2 separate regions of the Mus musculus genome follow, and region 2 is linked to region 1. The links are chromatin contacts, called in public Hi-C maps. All regions are on one chromosome and are shown on one strand. The core of a region is the stretch at or near the end of the contact, and the rest is flanking DNA. Distances in the headings are between cores, read along the strand shown.

Evidence for each region. A called contact is a pair of places that touch in the nucleus more often than the background predicts.
Region 2: a contact with region 1 is called in a Hi-C map of CD4 T cells, with 3 times the contacts expected there. The contact joins the promoter of 1700025N23Rik here to the enhancer-like site in region 1. A contact is called at or near these places in 2 of 484 Hi-C or Micro-C datasets (the AML12 cell line and CD4 T cells), 1 of 115 datasets of contacts at active chromatin or transcription factors (embryonic stem cells) and 2 of 9 other capture datasets (adipose tissue and macrophages).

What each region holds. Positions count from the first base shown.
Region 1 is chr6:38,829,585-38,836,661 of GRCm38.p6, reverse strand. All of the region lies in intron 1 of Hipk2 (homeodomain interacting protein kinase 2), which reads left to right. Among named protein-coding and RNA genes, the nearest start is that of Hipk2, 43 kb to the left of the region's middle. Within about 2 kb of position 3,786, at least 18 of the 459 cell types and tissues checked have an H3K27ac peak or open chromatin away from gene starts, as enhancers often do.
Region 2 is chr6:39,062,934-39,070,010 of GRCm38.p6, reverse strand. 1700025N23Rik (RIKEN cDNA 1700025N23 gene) reads left to right here and starts at 2,425. Exons shown (of 4, transcript NR_040523.1): 1 at 2,425-2,505; 2 at 4,145-4,219; 3 at 5,062-5,122; 4 at 5,448-6,132. The region is part of intron 9 of Tbxas1 (thromboxane A synthase 1, platelet); the gene reads right to left.

The sequences.
Region 1 (7,077 bases), core at 2,537-5,036:
TTTGGAGTGGCTGGCTAGTTGCTTACTCTGGATTGTTTGAATGAATGAAGCCTAGCAGCCAGTCAGGAGAACCTCACCTTTATGGTTCAAGGCCTTATCTGGGATCTCAAGAGAACAGAGGTGCTTGTTAAGCACAGAGCTAACCAAAAGGCATATAGATGTCTAAGCAGAACGTCTGCTGTGGAGGAGATGTTTGTCTTTAAAGAATCTGAGTAAAACTCCAAACCCAACACCCTTAGCTTATCAGTGGGAAATCACAGACTCTCATTCCTAGACATCACCATGACCACTGTGAACTATCCTTGTAAGGACTTTATTTTGGAATGTTTCATATACTGGGATTGCAAATGTATGGATATTATCATTAATTACACTTTAGGTTGGCAATTTTGGAGTCATAAATCAGATAACTTGTTAAATCCCGAATTTGTACATTTTTAAGGTTTCCTTCTCTTAAGATCTGTAGATCTCCTAGGCTGGCCTCAAACTCCAGATCCTCCTGCCTCTGCCTCCTTCACCGGAACAGTGGATGCTCACAGCCATCCATTGGATGGAGCACAGGGTCCCCAATGAAGGAGCTAGAGAAAGTACCCAAGGAGCTGAAGGGGTTTGCAGCCCCATAGGAGGAACAGCAATATGAACTAACCAGTACCCCCAGAGCTCCCTGGGACTAAATCACCAACCAAAGAAAGCACATGGTGGGACTCATGGCTCTAGCTGCATATGTAGCAGAGGATGGCCTAGTCAGTCATAAATGGGAAGAGAGGCCCTTGGTCCTGTGAAGGCTCTATGCCCCAGTGTGGGGGAATGCCAGGCCCAGGAAGTGGGATTGGGTGGGTTGGGGAGCAAGGGGAGGAGGGAGGGGATAAGGGTTTTTGGAAGGGAAACCAGGAAAGGAAATAACATTGAAATGTAAATAAAGAAAATATTTAATTAAAAAAAAAGATCTGTAGGTCTGTACAATATAATACTTCTACTAGGGAAGTGGAAAATACCTATGCCTCAAAATCCTGTATATAAAATTCTGTATAATTTTGGAGTCCAGAGCAGTATTTGTTCAGTTGTTAATGAATCATTGGTACTCTGGGTGTGTAAGCAACGTTATTTTTAAACCCATTGCTTACTTCAGTGATAAAGAGGGTACAGAATGTGCCATGCTGGGCTTGAGAGCATACCATGAGTAATATCCATTACTACTATGATGTCAGGACTTGAATATTCTTTACCAAAAAGATAACCATTGCATCATGGAGCTGAGGAATCCCACTGGAGCAGAGTGAGAAAGGCCCATTCTTCTCATAAGAAACACCAACATGTGATAAAAACAGATATTCCCCTGCAGGAACCCAGACCTGTTATCAGTAGTGTCCAGGCTCTGTTTGAAAGGCAGCTCTCATTTTAGTAACCAGAAAGTGACTTGCCTCTAAGTTTCCAGGAGGCATTTTTTAATTCTATACCTTCTGCTTATTCAGAAAAACATCTAGGTAGTAATTGTTGTGTGCATACTTGAAGTCACTAACACTTATGATGGCCAGTGTCATCTCATTATTTATACCTTCATCTCTCTGAAACATTCTCACATTAAAATAAGGAAGAAAAGGGTTAAACTACTTAGAAGTTGTACGTCATCCTCAGGAGTGTGAGCTCTGGTTTTGATGGCTAAGCACCTTGTGCATCAAGACAAAACCACATTCAGCCACAATGGCAACATAAGGAAAGTAGAGTGCTCCTTAGATGGTTCTGATACACACAGCAACAGATTGCTCACGTGCATGCTCCATTGGGCCACTGAGGTCCTCCAGTCCCCCTGGCCAAACAGCTTCTCCTCCTTGGATCAGGGCTGCTTATATAGCAAGGGAAAGAAGACAAATTCTCACCCTGGCTTCAAAGTTCTGGCCCAGAAACAATACCTCTCTCACACCTTTTTTTTAAAAAACTGGCTTAAGGCCTCACTTGTGGCCAAACCTAACTTTTGTATTATATGACTTGAGTCTCTTAAGTTCTAGCAGGAACTTTGAGTGAAAGGCTCAAGAAAAGTTACTAAGATTCAGTAAAAACAAACCGAAACATTTATAATTTTCTAAGACTTTATTTATTTATAATTTTATTATAACTTTTTTATTTATAATTTTTGTGCTTTCAGTAGGCATTTTTAGTAACATGGAATATGAAAATACATAAAAAGAAATGCTTCACTTTCATAATTGTCCTAATACAAATCTCTTCTCATTTCATTTTTTTTCTGCTCTCTTGTTCATTCATAAAAACCTGCATGCCGCATCCCTCACCTTTGCCAGCATGCTGAGCATTGTGAGTACCAGTTTTTACAACCTATCCTCATGTAATTTGATAACCATGGTGGGCTGGCCAGCCTCACACTACTTGTTTCTCACTATTCATCTTTTTAAGAGTTCACTGTGTGCCAGAGTTAGAAACAGAAAACACAACACTTGTTTAATGCACACAAAGCCCTTGTGATTTACTGCTATTATCCCCACTTTCTAGGGGAAGGAATTGAGGTTAAGTGGCCTGCTGGATACATAGGGGTAGAACTGCTTCTGGCATAGCTGGTAGAGACACAAAAATGATCTAAAACTAATCCTTGGAGCCCACAGCACAGTGACACTGGAGAGGACCGATATTGTGAGGCTATACCATCTACCACCACAGTGTACCATCTGACATCTCAGCCATGGCCTGAGACACCAATGGCAGGGACCCATGTGAGAGCAAGCACTTCTGCCAGCTGTAGGTCAAGTGGCTTAGAATTATGGAGCTGTTGAGTAATAATATCAGGGGATATGTTCAATGACAGTGACTCACAGTATAATGTCTTTGTGAAAGACCACAGAACCCACTTTTAGAGTCCGTGTGAGTGAGCGTGGACTGTTGGATGTATGGATAAGGGATCCCATCTGCCTTCTATATCTGCACATGTATGCAGACACACACACATTACCATACACTGCATTATTGTAGTCCATAGTTTCCAAAGCGCACGGCAGTGTTTACTATTCTGAGGGTGCTCCTGATTCAGGGATTCTTATTTTCTCTTTGTTTCTCTGTGTAGTTCTGGCTATCTTGGAACTTGCTTTGTAGACCAGGCTGACCTTGAACTCAGAGATGCTCCTGCCTTTACCTACTGAGTGCTGGGATTAAAGGCATAGGCCGTCACTGCTTTGCTCTTTTTTTTTTTTTTTCCTCCTTCCCTAACTTTCTCTGCCTCCTCTCCTCATTGCTCTTGCCTGCCCTTTCAGTCACAGTAGGTGACACTTCCTCTGCTTCCCTAAACTGACCTGTAACTGAATTTAATCAGATGACAGTTGAAAGCAGGTGAGGGGAATGGCAAAGTTCTCCAGAGAATAAAAAAGGGAAGGTAGAGTTGCTGTAGCAAATAGGGTTGCCACACAGACCAGCAAGAGCAGCAGATTGTCATACCCTCAGACGGAAGGTGAATGAGCCCTGCCTGAGAGACTTCTCAGGGAAAGCAGGGCCCATCCATTTCCCATCATCAGCCTCACTGCGCCTAGGCAACACGCTCCACAAAGTTCTCTGAGCAGCTGGCTGGCAGCATCTGAGAAAGTATTCAGAGGAACACATAAAGGTGAGGACAGAGGCAGCAGCTGGGTGTGGCAGTGATAGCAGACCCTGTGTTACGCTCCCCTTTCCTACCACAGCAAGAAGTTGAGGTTAGGAAAGGTGAAGTCTTGTTGTTCCTGTCTGTGCTCTTAGGATCCCCAGTGATGACAAAGTGAAGTTTCATGGTGTTCTGAAGTCAGACCTCAGTCATGATGCATGAATGTATTTGCATCATGAATTAGTTGTTCAGTGTCCTGGCTGGAATGGGAACAACAGTGTTGGAGGAAAGCTGTGGATACTTCTGCAGCTTTTCTGCCTAGAGGTGACAAATACAGGCTGTGAGGGCCATGAGGACAAGTTGCCATTTGGCTTAAGTGACAGCTAAAAATACTTTGTTATAGTTTGAATGCAGACATGTTTTTCTCAGTGAAATACATCCTGAATTGTATTACAGAGTAGTATATTCCTTTCCTAGAGCTACTGTAACAAAGTAACACAAACCAGGTGGCTGAGAACCACAGAAATGTAAGCTTCTGCAGTTCTGGAGCCGCAGATGGGAAACAAAGGTGTCACCATGTAGAACTCTTTTTCTCTTCCTAGGGTCTTGTAGACCCTGTAGTCTATGGTGTATCTTACATTGCAACTGCGTTCAGTTTCTGCCTGTGTCATTATGTGGACTTTTCTTTTCTTATAAAGGCGCCAGTCAGGTTGGATTAGGACTCACCCTAATGACCTCATCTTAATTTGATTATACCTGTAAAGACCCTGTTTCCAAATAAGGCCACATTATAGACAGCTGCTGGGAGCAGGAAGTTCAACACACCCTTTTGATGAACAGATAGTAATAGAAAAGAATTTACCATAGTGGAAGACACCAACATGGGAAGCTCTGCTTCTAAGTGTATCAGATTTTCTGGCTAAGCTTGAAAAAAACCAATTTAGTAGTGAACTGAGCATGGAATAAGCAAACATTTGGGAATATCCAATTTTCTTCACACCAGCTTATGAGTCTCACTTTATAATTTATAAGGCATTTCTAAGGGATAGCATAATTCATGTGAGGCTGACTGACCTTACCAGCCAACTACTCGGCCTCCTCAGTGACTGTTGTAAGTCTGGGTGGCTGAGGTGGTCTCTAAGGACAAAAAGAGCAATTTTGGTGAGAATTCAGAGCCTTACTACCATTAACAGCACAGTAAGCATGAGGAGGGACCCTCCCTTCCCCAGCCATACATAGGTGCAGCATTGTCACAGCTGTCCATTAGAGGGTCTTCATGGAGGCTTCAGACCTGTCCCACATATTCAGATTTAGAACTTGTTGTTGATGTCTTTAACCTGCTACTTGCCTTGATAACCAAGTCACTGCAGTGGTTTCTTCACATGCACAGATATAGCTCTCTATGGCCTCCCCCAGACACACAATGATACTCTGCAGAACTCAGTTTAGTGTAAGCACTTTGCTCTTACTTGTTTCCATATGTGTGACTAATATACACTTACAGGTTATTTAAGGCAGGATTCAGGGAAAGCACAAAATGAAATATCTTACCTCAAAGGATAAAAAGCAAAGGCTGTATTTTTATTTTATTTTATTTTATTTTATTTTATTTTAAATGTTATGTCATCTTGACAACATTACATTTTAGTAAAGTGCTTCTGGCCTTCTTAAACTTATGCTTACTACATGTATTTTGTGCCCCCCAAGTTCACATGTAGAATTCCTGACCCTTAGGACCTCAGAATATGACCTTGTTTAGAAAGAGAGCTTTACGGAGATTACTGACTTACTGGTTCCCTCTGTCAAAAATTAGCCCTTCTTGGTGTTCAGAAGTAGCTTCCTTAGGGTGGACCATCAGTATGACAGAGGTCCTTATCAACGGGAGAAATCTAAACACATGTATATACAGGGAGGACAGGACACAAGGAAAAAGATAGCTATGTAAAAGCCAATTGGGGAGGCTTGAAAGACCTCATTCCCTCCCTTCTTGGACCAAGCCTGACCATGCATTGATTGTGGTCCTCTGGCCTGTAGAACTGTGAGATGCTATTTTGTCATCAGCCAGCCACCAGCTGCAGTGCTTTGTTAAGGAGGTGTACTGGCTGGTTTTGGGTGTCAACTTGACACAGGCTGGAGTTATCACCAAGAAAGGAGCTTCAGTTGGGGAAATGCCTCCATGAGATCCAGCTGTGGGGCATTTTCTCAATTAATGATCAAGGGGGAAAGGCCCCTTGTGGGTTGGACCATCTCTGGGCTGTTAGTCTTGGTTCTATAAGAGAGAAGGCTGAGCAAGCCAGGGGAAGCAAGCCAGTAAAGAACATCCCTCCATGGTCTCTGCATCAGCTCCTGCTTCCTGCCCTGCTTGAGTTCCAGTCCTGACTTCCTTTGGTGATGAACAGCAATGTGGAAGTGTAAGCTGAATAAACCCTTTCCTCCCCAACTTGCTTCTTGGTCATGATGTTTGTGCAGGACTAGAAACCCTGACTAAGAAAGGAGCTGTACCAGACGAATATGCCTATGTTAGCAGCCACTGGCTTTTTGTTAGTTGGACAGGCTTGGTGATCCATCCCTGTAATTCTAGAAAACTGAGAGGGAATTTCGAGTGTTAGGTTATCCTGGGCCACACAGTGAGATCCTGTCTCAAGCAACACATGCCATTGTTCTTGCATTTTGTTTGTTTTCAATAAGTCTCCATCATTGCAACTCTAGTTTGAAAGGGGGTTTTGGAGTTGTTTTTCACAAACTTGTTTTCCTTTTCTTGTTGCTGCATATTTATTGCAGAGACTGGGAAACGTGTATCTTCTCAGTAGTCATCCAGATTGGTCGTACTTCTGGGAATGTATCATTACTATTTTCAGTGTTCTTACACATGGTAGGAAAGTGCTGTCCCTCTGCTACCTTCCCAGGCCTTGCCAAGTTGAGAGCACTCAGACTGCTTGTGAACACTAACATGTTTTAGACAGCAGGTCCTCATCCACTGCGCGACATTGGGTGTATGCATGGTCAGTATAGGGGAGTCACAAAAAGTCACTAAAGAGAAGCTTGGGGTTGAGGGTAAGGTTAACAACTTTCAGAAAAAGATGAGAAGAGAGTCTGAACACCAAGAAGGGCTGATTTTTTGACAAATAGTGAACCAGTAAGTTGGTAAATGTCTGAGGAATTTTCAAATAGCAGGAGGAAAATGTTTTCTGAATTAAACACAAGTTATGGTAAAATTTAAAGAAGCATAGCCTATGGCAGATAATACAAAAGGCTTGGAAAGTTCTTAAGAGAATTACATTTCTTGGAAAAGCAAAGGGCATGTGTGGTGTGTCTGCTTCTTGTCCCTGGAAGGAACTCCTCCTTTCTCCTCCGACCTCTGGGAGAAAGGAGGGCTGCTGACACATTCCCGCCAGGCCCAGCCACTCCTCCTGTTTCCATTCTCCTGGACCAATCCCCTAACTGTGGTTTTTCACTTCATTCTTGGCTTTCCCCATGACTCATGAGTCCTCCTCATAGTC
Region 2 (7,077 bases), core at 1,176-3,675, 230 kb before region 1:
GGTCTGTTTCCTGGTCTTAAGAACAAATGCCACTGAAGTTCCTGTCACTCTACTGTACCATTACCACTGAGGTGGACCAAACTCACTGAGACCGTGAGAGCAATCCTTTCTTCCAAATGTCGTTTGTGTCACGAGTTTAGCCATAGCAAGGGAAAAAAGTAGGGAACACACTGAGTGACAGCCTCGCTCCTTTCAGTTGTGGGGGAGGGCTTTCTTCTGTGCCCCCCTCCTCTGCAGAGCAGCAAGAGGCAGCCCACAGACCAAGTCCATCCTGCACCTGTCAGTCTCCACAGACCCACCCCAGGAGGTTTTTACTCTACTTGCAGGAAAGAGGCTCAGAACCAGAGGACCACAAGGCCATTCCGCCAGGTGGGGCACTGCTAGTCCCTGATGCTAGTCCTGAGGCAGCTACAGTGTTACCTGGGAAACTGCTATAAAATGCAGAAATGCTAGTGGCAGGAGAGGAGGCTGTGCCAGGACACCTGGAGTCTTGAAGCCTATAAGAAATACTTGAGCTGATCTACGATGGTTCAGCCACTCAATACAACACAGCTGTTAGTGATGGATCGTCATGCCAGGTTGCAGCACACATAGGTGGTTGAACCCCCTGTCTATGAATGCTCATGAGTTTGGAAGGCAAGGGAGATGTTTGCACTTTGTGGTATAAAATGTCAGCCATTGCCTGGCTTTCCCAACGCTTGCCCACCTCCATTTGGGGGTTCTTATCACATTTCCATCTCCATCCTAGGCCCCGTGTGTGTGACTGGTGCTCTGTGATTGTTGTCCTGAGACTCCTCATAACCTCACTGTTAGATGTGCGTTCTGGGGTGAAGTGGGAAAGAGCTTGGGTACTTCTTCTGGGGCTTGGATGGCTGCTCCCTGCCCCTCCCCCTGTTACCTCCCTAGAGGAGTTCTCAGTTGCTTTCTCTGTCCTGACCCTTGACACAGATATGAGAAAATGTGAATGGGGCTCACTTATATTGCAGCATCTTGGGGTGACCATGTGGTCATCTTAGCTTCCAGCTGGAAGAACATGGGTATGTGGTGGGACTGGCCAGAGGGTGCACAGATCCAAGACTCCTGGAAGTAGTGCTCTGCTGTGGGGACTGTGGGAAGGGGAGACAGCTGGACTGACTTTCCCAGACCCCACCTGCAGTCAGGCTTGGGACTGGGGTTCAGGGCACCCGTGAAGGTCTGCGCTTTCTCAGCCCAGGTCTGAAGAAGTTTGGGGGTTCTGGGGATACTTCCTCTTTTGCTTTCCATCTTCAGCAGTTTGGTTTGTTTGTGTCCTCTGGCTGTTGACTTCACAAAACATGAATTGCACTACTTCTGTGGCTCTGCACGCAACTTTGGAAACTGGCTTTGTATGATATAAAGATGGGTGGAAAAATTCAAGGAAATAATTGAAAATGTAGGTGATTTTTTTTCTTTACTAAGGATGACTGAGTAGAAATGAAACAGCACCATGGCAAACGAGAGACCTTGGAGGAAAGTGAGCCGTGCTCCACCCGAATGCTCAGCAGTCCTCCTGCCTTTCCAGTAAAGAGCCCCATGTTTGCATTTCACTTTAGGCCTTACAAATTGTGTAGTCAGCTCTGGAAGACGTGACTAGTTAGTCCAAGGGGACCAGTGTAGAAAACTGGGTTGGGACAGAGAAAAAGGAGCCTGGAGTTGAGAGTGGGTATATCATGAGCTGTTGGTGGCCGCCTTCTGCTTTGTGGGTTAGTGAGCACAAAATACCAGTTGGTTCAAGAAAGAAACAAAGTAGATGTAAAGTGAGAGGCAGAGGCCAAGGGCAGAGATCATTTCCTGGTGCCTCATAGAATTCTTGGTCCTGTCTGCTCCAGGCAGGTTCCCACTCGTGGACCAAGTCAGTGACACTTTGAACCCTGCTATCTGCAACCACAGGAGTCCTAACAAATGCTAGAATGTGAGAGAAAAGAAGAAAGAGAGGTAGGGAGGAAGGGACATGGTGACTATACCACAATATAGAACTCTCTCTCTCCCTTTCCCTCTACACACACACACACACACACACACACACACATCTCTCACACATACACACACAAAACATGAATTGTGTGTATGTGTGTATATATGTATGTATTATGCATATATATATATATATATATATATATATATATATATATAAATTAGATGTAGGAGCTGTTTCTCTGATGGGTAAATAAATGGTGCTGGCTCCCAACTAAGCTCATGTGATTATAACCTGTCTGGATTTGTTAAAAGGAGGAGCTCACTGGTTGGGTTAACTGATGCCTTCATTATAAAGTCAACACCTTCATTTATTCTTTCTCTGCACTGGCTTTCACTGCCCCTAAACTTTGACTCAGGTGACCCGTGAGCATCACAATGGGCCAGTGTTCTGACTTTGTAGGCACTCAGGCCCACTCTGGGGGGGGGGTTGTTGGTGACCTGTGATGGGGCCCCTCAAGAGCCTTCCTGTAACCTCGAGTGACCCCAGGATAGGAAAAGTAAGCACACAAGGTAAAAAGAAACACACCCTTCATTTGAGTTAGATCCAGGCCAGGCAACAAAAGTCCAGGATCTCCGGGACACAAAGGGCCTGAGCTGAGCTGCCAGCAGAGGGCAGCAAACGGATGGTAAATGGGGACGCCCCAGTTCCTGAAAGGGACCATAGAAATCATTGTATCTGACTTCTTCATGATACAGGGGAGGAAAAATGAAGGCCAGGGAGGAAACCTGTGAGCCCAGAGTCTTGCTGGGAGTGTGTTCTGAGCACCTTCTACCAGGGCTCTCACCGTGAACACCTTAGACAGCTGCTGGGCGTGGTGCCAGAGATCCAGAGTGACAAGGGGAGCCACACTTCTAACAGATCATGGCAACGGGACGTCACTGGTGTTGTAGAGGAGAGGCTTGTGGGGAACAGAGCTTCTCATTCAGCTTGGGGAACCATTCATTCCTTTACCCAGGCTGTGAGCCCTGAGCCAGGCACAAGAGGTGCACGAAAGCACACTGGCTCATCGCTCTCCTCGGCTCCCCAGTTCAGCCATGGTGTGAGCAAGTGGACGTGGGTGAGATGGGAGAAGAGAGGGACACACATCCCTGGGGACCCAGAGGGAGGCACGCCCACGCTGGCCGTCATAAAGAAAAGTGTGTGGATGATACGTCAAAAGAGGATGAGACAAATACTACGGCTCCATCAGGGCAATTGGCTGTTTTGAAAGAATCATGGCTCATTTTGTTTTTAGTGTAGTGATGACATGTTATGAATTGTAATGTAAATATCGGATATGTAGATGGTCTTAGGCGACCCCTGGGATCCCCAAAGAGGTCACAACCCACAGGTTGAGGACCACTTCTGTCATCCCTACACCAGTGAACAAGAGACAGGAGCAAACCTGGGTCTTGATGGCCGCTGGTCTAACCAAATTAGCAAGCTCCAGGTTCAGTGAGAAATCCTGTTTCAAAGAGATAAAATACGCCCCCTCCCCCTCCCCCTCCCCAAGTGTCCTTGGAAGAAAAGGCTGGAGGCTCACTCAACATGCTTAAAATAGAAATAGCATCTGCTGGAGCTGGCGAGATGGCTCAGTGTGTAAGTGCTTGCGGAACAAGCTCAAAGACCCAAGTTCAGATCCCTAACACCCATATAAAAACTAGGCATGGCAGCCTTCTCTGTACCCTAGGAATGGGGACAGAGATGGAGGATTCCAGAAAACACTGACAAGCCAGTCTAGCTGACATGGCATGATCTAGATCTGATGGCAAACCCTGTCTCGGGGAGAAGGGGGGATCGTGGGTAGAGAATGACAGCTACCTCATGTTGACCTCTGACCTCCATGTGTACAAACATGAATAAGAATGCTGATCTCTCTCTCTCTCTCTCTCTCTCTCTCTCTCTCTCTCTCTCACACACACACACACACACACACACGCACACCTGTCCTGTCCTGTCCTGTCCACATAGTAGGAAGAGACAGAGGGGACTACACTGAGTTATGACTGGCCCACCCCAGGCTGTTGTCCCAGTTTCTAACAGTTGCTAAATATTCATGAGGATGTCCAGGAAGTGGGGACAGAGGGTAGCAGATTAAGGGGACAGTGAGATGGGGGGACCAGGATAACTATGAGAGCTGAGTAGGAGTATTCGCTTACTTCCAGCCAGGCAACATGTCAAACATCTACGTTTCAGAAAGATATTATGAAGTCACTCTGGATTCTGCAGCCTCCAGACTTAGAAGTAAGGAACCTGAAACCCACCTCTCACCTGTGAAAAAGCCCCATCTGTCCCTCTCCCTGGCCAGTCCTTGGGGAGCCACCATGTTCCACAAGTGAAGGACACAGTTATGAATGGATCGTACTACAGCTCCGGCCTTGGCCCCGCTGCCCGGGGCGCCATCAGTAGGTCCCCTCAGATGCCCCGGCCTGACTCAAAGGAAGGGCAAATGCATGATGGAAGTGTCAGCTTCCAGACACTGTGACAAACTGGTTGGTGTTTGTGGTGGGTACACCCACTGGCAGGACTCCTTTTGAGAAGGGGGATCTGTCTTCTGTAGGGAGTGTTAGTAAGAAAGGGATTCCCAAGGCTTATTAAAGTCATATCAACGGGGATTTGCTTTATAAAATGAATTTCTGTGCTCCTAGAAAGGAGAAAATTAAATATCAGGAAAATGGAAATCTGAAAAGTGCATGGGGCCTCCCCCACGTTCACACTCGCACATGATGATCCCTTGATTTTCAGAGAGATTGTCATTTATGTTTGGTCTTCACTGGATGGTAAATTCTAGCTTTGTTTCTTTTGTTTTGAGCCTCTTTTTAAAAATTAATTTATTCTTACCTTATGTCCATTGGTGTTTTGCCTGTCTGTATGTCTTTGTGAGGGCAACAGAGTCCCTGGAACTGGAGTTATGGATGGTTGCGTTCTAGCACATGGATGCCAGGGTGCTCTGCAAGAGGTCCTTTGCAGGTGTCATTAACCTCTGAGCCATGTCTCCAGCAACCTACATTGAACTTATTAAATGCTGTTTAATTTTTGTTTTGTTTTGCTTCCTTTTTTGACATAGGGTCTTTTTTGCCTTGTAGCCCTAGGTGGCTGTGAACTTGTGATCTTCCTGCCTCAGTTTTCCAAGTGCTGGGATTACAGGTATGTGTCACCACACCCAGGTCATTGGCACATCTTTTAAGTGGAGAACAATTTTTCCCTTTCCTGGCAGCCTTTAGACTTTTTACCCATCCCCCGTTACATTTACGTTTTTTTGTGTGTGTATGAATGTATTAAGTGTTATCGTGTTCTTTGAAAGCTAGACACAGACACTTACTCATAGATTGACACATAGCCATGGACTAGCTGTGTGCACAGATGTGACCTGCAGTGTAAATGAAAATAAGAACATTGATTTACAAAGACTTTTCTCCTGTAGATTCAGGGACCGAATGGAAACATTAACATTTTCTTGTTTTGTCAACAGAAATGAAAATGGCTGGCTCTGATTGTTATGCTCCAGCAGCATCACGTGATATTGATACCCCTCCTCCCCCCATGGCTACTCCTGTGTTGTACAAACAGAGTCTAGTGATGTCTCCTTTCTCTCTAGAAGCAGGGAATTAGAAATCTTTTAAGCGTAGGGGGAAATACAGACATAGGAAGAAAAGTTCCCAGGCACCGGGACTCTCCAGGGAGCACAGACCATTGCATGAAACGGATCTGTGGGAAATGTGATGACCTCAGCCCTGTCCCTTGACCACAAACTGAGGAGCAAACCCCACCTTGAGGCACATGGTCTGGCTTCTCCCTGTTTGTACTGGCTGGTTTGTGTGTCCACTTGATACAAGTTAGAGTCACCAGAGAGGAAGAAGCCTCAGTTGAGGAAATGCCTCCATGAGATCCAGCTGTAAGGCATTTTCTCAATTAGTGATCAAGGAGGGAGGGCTCAGCTCAAGGTAGGTGGTGCTGTCCCTGAGCTGGTGGTCCTGGGTTCTATAAGAAGGCTGGCTAAGCAAGCCAGGGGAAGCAAGCAAGGAAGCAACACCCCTCCATGGTCTCTGTTTCAGCTCCTGCCTCTAGGTTCCTGCCCTGTTTGAGTTCCTGTCCTGACTTCCTTTGGCGATGAACAGCAATGTGGAAGTGTAATCTGAATAAACCCTTTCCTCCCCAGCTTGCTTCTTGGTCGTGGTGTTTCATCACAGCAATAGAAACTCTGACTAAGACACTGCCATTCCTGGGGTCTCCCTGCCTGGCTTGGGTGTCCCTGTCTGGCCTGTGGTCTCACTGCTTCCTCTAACTTCTCTCAACTGAGGGTTTGTCTCTGAGATTTCATAGTGGGTTCCTGTGGGAAGCCACAGGGCCTGGATGTGGGGTGTGTGTGTGTGTGTGTGTGTGTGTGTGTGTGTGCTCATTCATGCACACACTCTTCTCTTAAGTTCCCTGGCTTATGTAGCAATGCTCTGAAAGTATTGTGTGCTAGTTTTAGAGAATTTGGCAGTTAGAGGCAGAAATACATTCATAGCTTAGAAGAAGCCACGAAGAGCATGGACATGGCATCTATTTATATCCACATTAAAAGACAAGAGCCAGAATTCATCTCACACAAACAAAGGGACTATTGCAGGTGTGCCTGGGCTGGAAGGCCAAGGCCATTAAGGAATTAACTGAGGGGACAAACAAAAGGAGATACAACACTTGCACAGGCATAGTGCACTCATCCACATAGCACACACACACACACACACACACATACGTACACCACATACATACATACACACATATACACCACATATAACACACACACACTCACTACACATACATACACATACCCCACATATCACACACACACACACATACATACACCACATACCACACACATACATACATACACCACATACATACATATACACACCCCACATACATATATCACATATCACACATACACCACATACATAGACCACATACCTCACACATACCACATATATATATCATATACCACACGCACACCATATACATACACACACCCCATATACATATACCATATACATACACACCACATACCATACACACACATACCATACCACACACACATACATATACTGCACACACATACA